2 separate regions of the Zea mays genome follow, and region 2 is linked to region 1. Evidence: chromatin contacts called from public Hi-C data. All regions are on one chromosome and are shown on one strand. The core of a region is the stretch at or near the end of the contact, and the rest is flanking DNA. Distances in the headings are between cores, read along the strand shown.

The links. Hi-C and Micro-C count contacts between places; a contact is called where the count stands out from the background.
Region 2: a contact with region 1 is called in a Hi-C map of leaf, with 3 times the contacts expected there. The contact joins the promoter of LOC103632168 here to the promoter of LOC100216806 in region 1. A contact is called at or near these places in 9 of 25 Hi-C or Micro-C datasets (ear, endosperm, leaf and 3 more).

What each region holds. Positions count from the first base shown.
Region 1 is chr1:21,919,457-21,922,185 of Zm-B73-REFERENCE-NAM-5.0, forward strand. LOC100216806 reads right to left here and starts at 1,398. Exons shown (of 8, transcript NM_001143204.1): 1 at 1,109-1,398; 2 at 546-622; 3 at 233-304; 4 at 60-97. The coding sequence starts at 1,198.
Region 2 is chr1:22,123,983-22,126,711 of Zm-B73-REFERENCE-NAM-5.0, forward strand. It overlaps LOC103632168 (DNA repair protein UVH3), which reads right to left and starts at 1,355. Exons shown (of 14, transcript XM_008653991.3): 1 at 636-1,355. The coding sequence starts at 974.

The DNA.
Region 1 (2,729 bases), core at 148-2,647:
CTAATGGTCATTTAAATGATTTACTAAGCTAAATAGCTAGCAGTAAGAAGCAGACTTACCTGTAAAATTTCCAGAAACAAATGCTCGTGATGCATCCCTGTCAAAAGAATGATGTTTTAACATCAGCAATGTGAAACCTATCCTCCTAGATTTATTATAACACCAAGCTGCGACATACATGTAATTCATAACAATGAAACTGAAACAGGCGCTAGAAATCTAAGACTGTAACCTCCCAGCAAAGTGATGATAACCTCCTCCAGGACCATAATGTGACCTCCCTTTCGTGACATCAAACACTGAGCTGCAGCATCAAATGAAAACCAAGATCATTCACACAAAGTCACAAACCAAGCCAGTACGACAATAGACTGGAATTTACTGAAAACATCAACTGTATTAAAAAGGTGTGCTATGCGTTTGAGTTTTAACTTATTTATCATATCAAGCTTCCCTTTTCTCACGGTAATTAAGTATCATACTATTAAAACAAGTCAGAGGGGAAGAAAATGTTGGCATATGAAGGCAAGGAAATGCATAAGTACCCCAAAATCGCGAGTAATATGGGCAACTCCTCGTTGGTTCCATTGTACACAGATAGCTCTTCCACCATCCACAACCTCTGTGCATCACAAATAAGACTTGGTAAGTAACTTTTACTATGTATCTAAGTGCGTAGCAAAAGTTATGAACCTAGAAATGTCAAAACGTCTTATAATTTGAGACGGAGCGAGTAGTAGAGAACACATAAGTGTTACGGTATTGGGAACTTGCAGTTGCAGAGGTCAAAAATGGCACAATGTTAGTCACATGCTAGAGCCACAGCCCACAAATCAGACGAACCGCTACTAGTTCATTTTTACTGTTCACAAGACATCGCATCAAATCACTGTGAGCTCACTTATGTAAGTTGCAGAATGTGACACGATATTCCTATGTGTTTGCTCCATATGACCACATAAGCTATTAGTCGATGAACACGCCTAAGCGACGACTGGTTGCCACTGATTGCAAACGCCTTGTCTGCTTCCGCAGACTAGATAAAATAAGCGAGATCTAGCTCATAAACTTCGAGAAGCATCAAGGCAACGAGAAACAGTCGACAGACCGGCTTCCTGTGGCGGTAGAGCTGGAGGACGACGGCGAGTAGCGCGGCGAGCAACGCGAGAACAAGGAGAAAGCGAGCGCCGCGCGCCATCGCTCTGGCTCCCAAGAGATCCGGAAGGCCGTTAGGTCCACCAAATCAAACTGCCTCCATGGCAACGTACCAGTATCGGTTTTTGCTACCGATCCACCTCGGCGAACTGGGGTGCCCTTGGTAACTTCGGCAGAGAGACGAATTGGTGCTTGAGGCTGCTACTTACTGGAAAGTCCCCGGGATCGTCGGAGCGGAAGATGGGGCCGCAAGACCGGTGGATTTGGTGGAAACGATCGGCGAGGGGAGCTGGCCGCAAGCCCGTGGCCGTGGGACGGTGGGAGTAAGGGTCGCGCGGGGGCCGGGCAGGACCGATTGACTGGGTTGGGCCAGGCCGGGCCAGACTCGAGTCAATGGACGCCTTCGAGGTGGGCCCTAGGGAGAGGCGCAAGGAGGACAAGTTGACTCGTCTGGGACGGGCAAGACTCGAGTCAATCAACGACTTTTTTTTTTGAAAAGGTCAATGGACGGCTTTGAGGCAGAGCCTTCCTTGCGCCGTGGCGTGATTCGTTGTAGGAGTATGTACAGACAACTAGTTTTTTTCTCGTTTTTTAATTGACCAAGGATCTGTTTAAAAACACATATATTTTATAAGAAACTGATTTATAAAAATAAAGATAATTCCAAACATGCTAATTTATACTTCTGTTACACCTTTAAACACGCTAAATTCCTACACTATCGTGAGACATATTCTCCGGGGTCAAGAAAGTATGTGTCACGGTTCGTCGAGACCCCACTCGACGGTCGCTCAAAACTCTGTCTCGTTTGAGCCTGCCCTCAGGCGAGAGCAGCACTCGAGGAGATTTTCATCTCGCTCGAGATCCCCTCTTCATAGAACAGTTGCTTTCGCCTCGCCCGAGCCCTTCTCGGGGAAGGAGGACAACCTCGAGCCCGCCCTCAGTCAAAGGTCGCGGGAACTACGAAGACATGAGCATTCAATGTAAATACCTACCCCACGTGACATGTCAAACAGGAGCGACAGGACCGTGATCCCGTCCACTTTCATCGACTATGATGACGCATGCCCGGGAATAACGGCTACTACTACCCCATGTCGTCTGCAGAGTTCAAATAACTCTGGATGGGACGCGCATGCCGCAGAGCACGGTCTAACCCTCGAGAGGAAACTCCGCCTCGGCCGAAGCCGGCCTCATCCTCGCAGTAAGCTCCGCCTCGCCCGAGCTCGGTCTCGGCCAACTACCACCTGTAAATCCCGCAGAAGGCCACTCCTTCAAATTGTTCCCTGCACGACTGCAAGCCCCGGAGCAGCCTCGCCCAGGCCTCGGGAAGACTTCCACCTCGCGACGAGCATGGATTCGGCCTTGATAGTATCAATAAAAGGACACCCGACGTCACCAGAAGTTGCAGAGCTGACATCAGATACTCTACGTATTGCCAAGAGCCTTTTGGCAAACTTACCACTGCTTCAACCACTACGACTCGGACAACTCCTCCACCGGACAGGCTCAGGTATGTGTCCAAACCCCAAACCTTGGCCTCGGCTCTCTGCTCGGTCAAAGATACATATACA
Region 2 (2,729 bases), core at 105-2,604, 200 kb after region 1:
AGGTTTCCTAATATGCTTTTCTAAGCCCCAGGCCACGTGTGTCGTCGTAATCATGGGTAAAAGTTTGTGGCTCTGGTGCAACGCACATGCATATATCTAATTGGGAAAAATGACAGAAACATACTCTGTTAGGAACAAAAGTTACATGATGATGGTTATTCGGGTGAATGTGGAGGATACACATACACTGCCTTCTGCGCTACGATTATAAATATGATGCACTGCAAACTCTGTGCCTAACATTGATGATTTTGCACTAAGCGATTCGGGATGCCAGTATTCCACCTCTAATCAACCGAGAATTTGGTTTTTTGGGACTCCAAACAATTTGCTTCGCACTTTTGTCGTTCGTAGCATTGACTTCGCAAAAATTGGATTCAAAACATGTCCAACTTGATTTTAATGCCATTTTGGATTTTTTTTGTCCTTCTATGCGTGATTGCGGGGAAAATGTCCAAAATGGCATTGGAAGTGTGACATGTTGAGTCATATTGTCAATATTACGAATAGCAAAAGTGTGAATAGCATTGTTTGGAGTCTAAAAATCCAAATTTCTCTAATCAACCAGACAACCACCACCCGTATCGTGTAAAAAAAGGGGGAGAAAGGGTAGGTAACGGAGAGAAGAGACTCACATGGGAGAGCAGGAGTTTCTCGGCGGTCTTTCGGACCTTGGCCTGCGCGGCGTCACGGTGCCTGCGGCGGGCAGCGAGGGTGCGGCGCTTGAGCGCCGGCGTGGCGCCATCGAAGACGAATACGGGGCGAACACGGAGGAAGAGGAGCTTGCAGATGCGACGGAGGAACCCTAGGAGGTGCGCGTCCCGGACCATCTCGCCGCTGTCGTCCCGCATCGCCCGCATGAACTGCACCATCCAGATGCTCGCGTCCACCGCCACCCGCTTGCCCGCAAGGGTCTCCACTGAGACGCGTCGCCCAACCGGAGCCAGTAGTTCCCACAGACCGTGAACTCCCATCTCCTTCTCCCGGGCGCCGACGGAAGAGGTGGAGAGTGCCCTCGGCGGCCGGCGACTCTGGAGAGGCGCAACGTTGACGCGACGCCGAGGAGGAGGCCAGGAGCGGAGGGGCCTGTTGTGCCTGTCGCTAGGGCCACGACCCACGACCACGAGCCTACGACTCGCGAGATTTTTGTCATTATAAAACACACATTATGATTCGTCGAAACGAATGCGTTGAGGAGGGATTCGACGATCTACGATTTAGACTCAAAATCTCTTTCTGCGTGTTTGGTTATGTGGACGCGCTTGGCCAGATCCTCCGCATGCATTAGCTAAGCCTAAGCTTTTGTTTGTTAACCTGTATGCAGGGGGCATGGGCTGCATCCGCCCATGCAGCACAGGCTAAAAAAAAGGCTCTTGGCTGCATGTGTGGAGAAGATTATATCAGGCGTACCTGGCGGCCCAGGCTCGCGTGCGCCAGGCTTAACCTCTGCACCAAACCAAACACATGGTTTGTGTGCGTAGAGACCGGCAATTAAGCACGACGATGTCACGTCGTGACCTTGCCATCACTCCTCCATCCATTCTCTCTTCCAGCGAGATCTGTCTTCTAGCAGGGAGAAACCCTAGTCGTCGCCTCTTCAATGGAGCGGGTTCCTCCGGTTGAAGCTGTAGCCGATGCGTACGACGCCGCCAGAGCAGCTGTCGTTGCTGCAGCAGAAGCCCATTCGGCCGCCATCATTGCCGAGAAGAGGCAATCGCTGCTGTGAAGTATGCAGGAATTGCTCGCGAAAAGTTTGAAGGAGTTGTTGATTCAGTGAAGAACTCAACCTTTGTCTATGCTAATGTCAGTGATGAGGCTTTGATAATATTTCTCCACACTATTTATTTTCTAGAGATCGACCTTTTGTTTCTCCATAATTTATTCGTCCCTGCATATATTATTGTATGCATGTAGTGTAACCGTGTACTCCATTGCTTTTATCCTCTCTCTCTCTTGTTCATTTTATTAATTACCCTGGGTACGTGTGCTGTACTAGTATTGTTGTACCTGCATAGATTATTGTTGTACCTGCATAGATTATTGTTGTACCTGCATAGATTTTACTAATCAACATTGTCCCTGCATAGATTATTGTTGTACCTTGCCCGGAATAAACCAGCCTGTTCGGCTGATTTTTAGCATAGACGCCATTTATGGCACCGTGTTGTTTGTATTCCCTTGTAGCTGGTACTTGTTTCTTGGTTATTTACATGACAATGTTGATTTTGTACAAGACAATGTTGAGTTGAAGTATCATGTTAGTATCAAGAATTATCTGTGATACGCGATTCAAGTGATGAGGAGACAATCAACATTGTTGCATACAATTAATTCTATCTGTTCTAGTATCCCAGAAGTTGAGGGGGGCAAGATAGGGAAGGTTGTTGGCCACCTGGACCATGTCTGCAAGATGCTCGAGAAGACTTCTATTGTCTGCCAACAAGATTTGGATCATAAGTGTCCTAGTTGAGACCTATTTGATCCCCCTTCGGATGTTGATGATCACCCTGATGTTGATGAACTGCTAGAAGGATACAACTCATCAGATCTGGAGCTGTGGGAAATGGCGTTTGAGGACCGAAAGTGGGAGGAGAATAAAGTGGTTGTCTCCTTGGCTGAGCATTGTCGTATCATGGGATACAATTACGAAGAGATTTATGATCGTACTTGTCGGTGTTTCGACCCCGGGGGTCCCTGGACCGACGAGTAAATTGTCGCTGCGTGTCCCA